3 separate regions of the Mus musculus genome follow, and all the other regions are linked to region 1. Evidence: chromatin contacts called from public HiChIP or PLAC-seq data. All regions are on one chromosome and are shown on one strand. Each heading gives the region's core, a stretch centred on a gene start, on an enhancer-like site or on the middle of the called end of the contact. The rest is flanking DNA. Distances are from core to core; before and after follow the strand shown. Region 1 overlaps Arsb (arylsulfatase B). Region 2 overlaps Lhfpl2 (lipoma HMGIC fusion partner-like 2). Region 3 overlaps Lhfpl2 (lipoma HMGIC fusion partner-like 2).

What was found. HiChIP or PLAC-seq counts read pairs in DNA pulled down with a chosen protein or histone mark.
Region 2: a contact with region 1 is called in a BATF HiChIP or PLAC-seq map of CD8 T cells, with 5 read pairs. The contact joins two enhancer-like sites. A contact is called at or near these places in 1 of 484 Hi-C or Micro-C datasets (bone marrow-derived macrophages) and 2 of 115 datasets of contacts at active chromatin or transcription factors (CD8 T cells and embryonic fibroblasts).
Region 3: a contact with region 1 is called in a BATF HiChIP or PLAC-seq map of CD8 T cells, with 10 read pairs. The contact joins two enhancer-like sites. A contact is called at or near these places in 1 of 484 Hi-C or Micro-C datasets (bone marrow-derived macrophages), 1 of 115 datasets of contacts at active chromatin or transcription factors (CD8 T cells) and 2 of 9 other capture datasets (adipose tissue and liver).

What each region holds. Positions count from the first base shown.
Region 1 is chr13:93,897,396-93,900,093 of GRCm38.p6, reverse strand. All of the region lies in intron 6 of Arsb (arylsulfatase B), which reads right to left. Among named protein-coding and RNA genes, the nearest start is that of Mir5624, 110 kb to the right of the region's middle. Within about 2 kb of position 1,368, at least 85 of the 459 cell types and tissues checked have an H3K27ac peak or open chromatin away from gene starts, as enhancers often do. A contact at or near this core is called in CD8 T cells, bone marrow-derived macrophages and embryonic fibroblasts, where this site is marked.
Region 2 is chr13:94,153,263-94,155,960 of GRCm38.p6, reverse strand. The region is part of intron 2 of Lhfpl2 (lipoma HMGIC fusion partner-like 2); the gene reads right to left. Among named protein-coding and RNA genes, the nearest start is that of Lhfpl2, 97 kb to the right of the region's middle. Within about 2 kb of position 1,305, at least 106 of the 459 cell types and tissues checked have an H3K27ac peak or open chromatin away from gene starts, as enhancers often do. A contact at or near this core is called in CD8 T cells, bone marrow-derived macrophages and embryonic fibroblasts, where this site is marked.
Region 3 is chr13:94,115,451-94,118,148 of GRCm38.p6, reverse strand. The region is part of intron 1 of Lhfpl2 (lipoma HMGIC fusion partner-like 2); the gene reads right to left. Among named protein-coding and RNA genes, the nearest start is that of Lhfpl2, 59 kb to the right of the region's middle. Within about 2 kb of position 1,343, at least 142 of the 459 cell types and tissues checked have an H3K27ac peak or open chromatin away from gene starts, as enhancers often do. A contact at or near this core is called in CD8 T cells and bone marrow-derived macrophages, where this site is marked.

The DNA of each region.
Region 1 (2,698 bases), core at 119-2,618:
TCTAGCATGATTCTGGGAATCAGCCTGGTACCACAGAGGAGGGAGGGACAGTCAGGGGCAAGGCCAAGTGGGGGATGAGTGCTGAAGGAAACCCTGGTGACTAGCTTTGGGAAATGTACAAGGTGGCTTCTGAGATGGAGCCAGGACATTCAGAGATCTTGGTAGCCTGTAGGGGTTGCTGTGGTTAAAAGGAATGGCCTCCTGAAACTTGACCCCCAAGGTACTGAGAGGTAGGGTCACAAGGTGGAATGATTTAGTTCCTCCACCATGAATAGGATGGACAGGCTTAGTTAGTGCCCTCACAAAAAGACCTGAGGAAGAGAGATACTTCCCTTTTTCACCTTTGCCCTTCTGACCCCATTTGCCTTAAGACATCACAGCCAAGGGAAACCATTTTTGACTTGGAGATTAAGCCCATTATAGACACTACATCTGCAGATACCTTGACCTTGGGCTTCTTGGCCTCCACAACTGTGAACAATAAATGTCTGATATTTATGAGGTGTTTGACCCGTGGTATTTTGTTATAGCAGCAGGAATGGATTAAGACAGGTATGCAGGAAGAGGGCTAGCTGTGGTGAAAAGGAATAGGCCCACATGCTTAAGGATTCAGCCAAATGATCCTGTGCATGACTGGCTGAATGGACCACTGGCTCTGCTGCAGGTCAGAGGAGGAAGATCCTAACAGCGGCGGTCTTGGCATCCTTGACACTTCATGTAGATGATGCTCTGTTAGGGAGCTGATGTATACATTGTGATTGTCAGTATCCTTGGTCTCTACCCATTTGTAACTACCAAAAAGCTTTCTAGAAGTCACCAAGTCTCCCCCAGAGGCAAAGCAGCCCCCATAGAAAGTCACTAATCTCTACTTACTGAACTAAGGCATATGGCAAACAAAAACAAAGCAAAACATTTCATATGAAACCAAGTATATGGGGGAAAAGCAGCACACATGTATACAATTCCACATGCCTATATTGTTTAAATGAGTAACTGAAGGATTCTGAAAGGGCAAATTAAACCCGTTAGCACTGGCACCCAGCTGGGGTCATGGGGAACTCGGGCTTTGTCCATACTGCTTGGTTCAAAAGAAAAAAAGGAAGGAAGGAAGGAAGGAAGGAAGGAAGGAAGGAAGAAAAAAGGAAGGAAGAAATGTCCTCAAGGTTAAAATTAGTTAATCAGTGGAAACTGAAGATATGGGGAAAGCATGTGTTCAGAGGTACAAATGATGCAGAATTAAAAGCAGGAACTTTTAGGGTGTAGGAAAACAGCACTGCTAAATTAAGTCAAGTTCTGCGTGTGCACTGTGAGAAGGGGCTGAGTCACTTTCAAAATGCCCGTACTCACAAGTTCACAGTTCCAGCCACAGTTAAACACTGGAGTTTTTCTGACGCATGTTTCTTTCATTTTGCAGCGCTGTGGTATGTGTACAGCTTTCTGTGAGGACAGCGCTGATGCCACTGTGGGAACTGTCACTCTGCAGAGGTGGCAGGACCTGAGAGTGAGCGCTTGACTTTGAGTGTATGCGGTCTGCCCTAGCCGGGTACACTGTAGGAACGGATCTGTTTTTCATTAATTTGTTTGTCATTTTCCTCCACGATCTGGGGAACATTTATTTTCCCTGAAGCAAAAGGATCTGAAATGTCAGAGGTTTTTCTTGGTTCTGCTAGGGGAATGGGTTGTTGAGCAGAAGAAATTTGTCTTGTGGAAGGAGGCATTTTGTGACCTTTTGCCATCGTGCAGCGATAATGAGTTTTCTGACAAACCTGGAAACCTTGGGTTTCTTTGTTAAAATGATAAGCTTTGAGGAATAACTTTGACCTAGACCTTTGTAGAATTAATCAAATACAGATTTTGGAAAAATTGATGAGTTTGGTCTTTATCAAGACACTCTAATTTATTACTGTCACTGAGGCAGTTTACAGATCTATACTATGTAGAGAAATCAAACGATTAACTCCAGCCCCAAGGCTCTGAGCAGAGTTCCCACACTTATGGGGGTGGGGGAGGGGAGGAGAGGAGAGGGGAGGGGAGGGGAGGGAAGGGAAGGGAAGGGGAGGGGAGGGGAGGAGAGGGGAGGGGAGGGGAGGGGAGGGGAGAGGAGAGGAGGGGAGGGGAGAGGAGAGGAGTGGTGTCCAACCTGAGCACAGTATTGCTTTGTTTCCTTTCTCCTTTGTTCTTTCTTTCTAATGTTTAATTGTAAATAAAATACATCCAGTGAATTAGGTCAAAAGGATAATGAAAACTGTCTTCACACCTCCCTCACACTCAGAGACCATTATATACTTCTGTATATTCTAATTCCATTTGATTCCTCTATTATTTTTTATAAACTGACGCCAAATAGAAAACACTTTTACTTTTTATTGGACCAGAATGTTTGCCACTAATCTTTAAACACTCTGAGTAAAAAACACAGGAACAATCAATTCTCCCAGTTTCCCTCTGACTGTGGTTAAATGATGAGACCTGCTTCTTATATCCCAGGAAGTTGCCTTTATTTTTTCAGGAGATACAGAGACAGGCTCGCTGGTCCCAGAGACAGGATGAGCTCTTACGATGGAGCTGGGTGAGGATGCTCTTTGTCTTCTGAGATACAATGACAGATCAACAGGCAAAGGTTGCACAGAATGACCTGCCATGCCTTTTATAGAGGCAAAAGCTGGGGGCAGTCTCTTGGGCACACAGAGGCAGCACT
Region 2 (2,698 bases), core at 56-2,555, 260 kb before region 1:
TTTTGTATTTAAACTTTTTGGGTTTTTTGGTAGACCATGTCCTCTGCCTAGAAATGAGCAAACTAGGCAAGGTTCCTTGTTCATCGTCTGGGGCCCTGCCAGGAATGACGGCTTTTAGCTGTTACTTCATTCATACCAAAACAGTGAAAAATGATTGCCAATTTTTCAAATTTTAACATTATGAGCCTCTAGCCTATCAAAAGGGAGACCACACCACCTCTGATCCCCACCCCCTTAACCCAGCTTGGACATCAGTTACTCAGTAGCTCACTGAACTGCCCAGAGAACACAGTCCAAGGGATGGGCTCTGCAATGGTGGCCCATGGCATCCAAGACCATCCATCCCTGCCTTCTCTGCCTTCTCAGCCCTCACAAGCCTCTCTTCTTTCTCGAACCTGAAGCTGCCAGAAGTTTCCATCTCTGAACCACATGGTTAGTCCAAAAGTGGGCAGCTCCTCCAGGTAACTGCGCCCTTAGACACACAGAGAACACTACTAAAATGTTTTTAAACCAATGTGTTTGCTATGAGCAATTAGCTATGAAACTCTACCTGCTGTGGGCTTCCCTTCCAAGGTAGAGTCCATTGGTTCAACCCTCTTCCCACACTTCCAGTTTTCCAGACTGTCCTAAGTGCTAAACCCCTCACAGCCTCCAGCACCTGCTGTTATCATGTGTCAAAAACGGGGAGGTGAAGTGCTAGGCATATAAGTATATCGATAAATACTGGCCATTCTCTCCCAAGATACAGCATCCCTTTCTTAGATGCTGATAAATACTGACAACCAAGATACTCACATTTCAGCCAGTTCAGCACTAACCAATGATGACACACTTCTCAAAAACTCATTCTCTGGCTGGAAGCAACCAAGCTCCCATTGGCTGGCAGAGGCCTGCATAGAGGCAAGTACCTCTGTTCTTTAAAATTAAGTGTTTGCCAGTATCAACACCTGGAATTCTGCAGCAGGTGTCTTCATAAAACTGAGAGAGGCCTTTACTGGTGACCTCATCCTATAGCACGGCACCCCTGTGACAGGCCCGAATAAATGTGAACGGCAGCACTGTTCCCTGAAGCAGAGAGCCGCAGGCTGTCTCTGGAGGGCTCGCCCATCTCTGTGGCAATGGAGGTTAGGTCAGCATGAAGCTAGGCCATGCAGGAAAAGCTCTTGGAAAGAGAAGGCCCTAATGTGAAGACTCAGATGGAAGAACTTGTGAGACAAATGGCTGAACTTTTGCAATGCTAGAGTCCCAGGAAGAGAGGTCATCTGACAACATGAATCATGAATTTGCAAAACACAAGGGTTTATAAACGCATCGCGGTGTGAGTCATAGCCACAAACCGTTGATCTCTGGACGTCTTTGCAAACCCAGCCTCGTGAATGTAGCAGCGCTTCCAAAACCTCTAGTCATTCATTTCAATACTAGCTCACTGAACAATTTGATTTAAGACGTTACAAAAGTTAGGCCAGATGAGGTGGGGGCACATCTGGAATCCCAGCACTCTAGAGGCAGAGGCAGAAGCAGGCAAGTTTCAGTGAGTTTCAGGCCAACTGGGACCACATAGTGATCTCCTTCCCGAAAAAAAAAAAAAAAGTGTCAAAAATAAAAACAAACAAACAAAACACACAAAATTTACTAGTGAAGAAAAGAAAACACACTAACTGACACAAGTGAGAGTCACTTTCCCCAGGACAGCTTAAGTCATCACACAGACTATTTTTAATATACTATTCAAGGGCAATCCAGCATAAAACTAAACACCATGGGAGGTACAAGGTTGCCAGGACTAGAAACAATTTTAGCAATAATTTAGAAATGTATTGGAATTGTAAAACATATGCTTCTCTGAATTAAAGGTTATGAAAAAAATCCACACCCAGTCTCTAATAATCCTATCGGAGGCTATTTTTGGTGTCTTTTGGTAGCTATTTTGGTTCTTCAACGTGTTCAGTAAGTGGGCCACAGGAAGTCAAGGCTGCCCATGACTGCCCATTCTAAGGAGTCCATGTGTGTGTGGCACGGGGAGGCAGGCAGACACCTCCCTGCCTACACCATTTTCATGTTTATTCATTTCCTAACACGGCTCTCTGATGTAGTAAGATTATCAGCTCTCAGTTCTACCACAACTAAGCAGGTGTTCTGAGTCAGGGTCGCCCCTACAAGTTTCCTACTCCATGGCTACTTACCCTGAAGCTCCTATGTCAGACTTTACTGTTACTTTCATAGCACGAACCTCAAACTGACCACAGGACTTAGACCACACAAACTCACCCTTGGTCACTGACAGCGAGGCATCTGCCTAGAATCCCATGGGCAAACACAGTCCTTTCCTTAGCGTGGAGTTTGCTTTCAGTTAACTGTGGTCAATCATGGTCTGAAAGTCTTACATCGAAAGTTCCAGAAATAATCCCAAGTAGACGGAATGGTGTACCACTTTACTCTGTCCCCACCAGGAAGTGGGTCTTCCTTTGTTCGGCATATATACGCTGTATGTGGTGCCTTTCTGATATGTATACAATGTAACATTGAGAGAAAAAGAGACCGAACGCACACTCACGTGATTTTCATTATGATGTCCCTCTAACTGTTCTATTTGATTATTCGTTATTATTATTATTAACTTTTCCCTGTACCTGATTTGTAAAGTAAATACATCATATGTCTGTACACAGAAGAAAATGCAGAGTTCCACGTAGGTTTC
Region 3 (2,698 bases), core at 94-2,593, 220 kb before region 1:
ACAATATGTTCTTTAAAAAACTAAAAACAGAAAAACACACAGAACACTAAAAACAGACTGTCACATAGCCTTCAAAAAATTCACAAAAGGTAATGAGGAACTAGGCATTAACTGCCCACCTGTTCTATGTCCTCCGTGGGAAGTCACTCCTTTGCTTCCCACAAGTGCCCAGCAAGAGGCACTAGTACAACCTCTATCTTCACAACGCGGAGCGGAATGGCAATGCTTCCAGAACCATCCGAAAGCCACACGACTCTGACGCAGCAGCATTAAGACTCAGCTCCAAACGTCTTAAGACATTTAATCCTAAGAATCTGCACAGGCAAGAGGAGGAAAGTTTAGCCTCCTTTTAAAGTGAAGGGAAATGCAATTCTGAGTAGTACCGCCCAGTCCTCCAAGTCACACTGCGGACTGGCAACAAGTCAGGCACCGGCCACCAGCTGGCGGTGGCGGGTGCTGGCTCTCCAGCAGCTGACCTTTGGTACAGATTCTATGAATGAAGATGTAACTCTGTGTGGTGATTATTTGATACCTTTGCTCACTGGAAAGACCCTCCCCTCCCCCGAAGCCCTCACACCAATGAACACTCTGCTATGTCACCAAGTTTTTCACTGTCCCATATGCAACTGTCTTACACTTAATGGCTGTTAAACACACAGGTGCATTAAAAAAAAAAGTGAAAATATCTGTCTTCATTAGTGACCATTCTTTCACCTACATTTTTACATATTATTGGTCTGGTTGACCATTTAAACTATTTATAGCCCAATAAATGTAGGCACTGTTTATCCCAGAAGGCATCCTAAGTGCCATGAAAACCATGGCGGCTATTCTCATTAAGCAGTAAAAGGTTGGTACTTCCATTCATCTCCATCCACGGCTCCCTGTTCTACTTCCGGGCATCAGGAGGGAGAAACAACAGCTGTCCTTTGTGCCCATGCACAACATTCCTGTGACAGGCACCGGTCTCACTGGCCGTAGTGAATAGTGAGAAACAGGAAACAGCCGTAAGACCCCTTTCTCAGTTACAGATTGCTACAACTTGAAATGCCCCAATCTGAACTGCTTCACATTACTCTGTAAAGTAGAAGCAAAGAGTGAAAACCGCCTGGGCAGTTAGTTACAAGGATACATTTCGGGCAGTTACAAAGATACATTTCAGCCTAGTGAAAAAGGAACTCAGTAAGAAACAGAGCTGCCCACAGCAGTCTGGTGGTTTGTCTCAGAGGCGGTTAGGACCCAGCTGTTCATGATCACAAAAGCCACAGAGAGGGAGAGTCTGAGTAATTGTCCTTGAACAGGGAGCCTTTTCCTGAAACCTGAGCAAGGGTGGGCGGGTGTTCCCCAGGCGATCTTCAGAGCTAAGTCCAGTGCAGTTTCTCTTCTGAGCCACGCTATGCATAAAAGAGGACTGGAGCGTGGGTGAAGGTATACCTCATTTATTATTCTCACTTCTCCGGATAGAAAGCTGAGCAGTTTAAACTGAGTCACATAATCATTACCTACAACAATCTGTGCTTTGAAATAGTATATCCTCCATATCTTTAAATCTCTGTGTGTACGAGCATGCCTGTGTGTGTGTGTGTGTGTGTTTGTGTACATGTGTGACTGTGTGTATGTGTGTGTGTGTGTGTGTGTATGTGTGTGTGCCTCTGTGTGTGCTTCTGCATGTGTCACAAGACCTGTGTGGAAGACCCAAAACAACTTCAGAGGTTGGTCCCCATCTTCCACTCTGACACAGCTCATGTCCACTAGCTGACCTGTACAATGTCTCCACCACCCATGTCCCAAAGGGAGGCAGGATTATAGATGTGCATTGTCATGCCTGGCTTTCCATGGGTTCTAGGGATGTGAAGTCAGGTTCTCACACTGGCATGGCATGAGCTTTGCCCACTGACCCACCCCACTACCCGCCACCTCCCTCCCCCCTCATCTCCGTAACCATCGATCTAGAACTTCAAGCCTAGACAATTTTAAGTCAGCTGATTCGTCAACACTCAGGATATGATACTTTGAACCCCCACACATGGTGGACCTAAAGCTGGAGGTGAATCTTAAATGAGTAGCTAACATGAACAGTGCTGCAGCACTCTAGCGACCTCCCTTCCTCCCTTACAAAGAAGGGCTCATTTTATTCCCAGTGGGACTGTTCTTTAAGGTTCTGTTTATACCAGTCAACTCCAGGGATAATTATCCAAGTCTACTTTACTGTGCTTTGTTGGTAAAACAAAGGCTTGGAGAGGTTTCTCCACGTTTTAAGGGCAACTCAGCAAAACAAACACAGAGAGCAGTGGCCCAGTTCTGCGTCCAAAGCATAAACTGTGGCTCACAGACCAGCCTGGTAGTTATGAGAGTAGCAGGAGTCACCGGAGTCTGTTCTCTGCCTGTCTCCAACAACCTGCAGGATTTTCATGAAAAGGCATCAAAGTGTCAAGTGTCAGGGACCTGTCCACCAAACCCAGCAGGTGGCAGGCTGCCAAGGGCTGGCTGTGCTCACTTAAGTGAAGTGAAATGCTGGGACCGGGAACCTCCACAGGGCTGGCTGCCCTGCCACTCAGGCTCAGCACTGTGTGACTCAGTTTCTAGACCTCGTGGACTCCAGGTCAAATCTGAAAATCAGAAACACTTCCTTTTATTCTTAGGGACTGGAAAACTCCTGGCTCCAACATGAAAATGTCATCATGGCGTATGTCCTCCA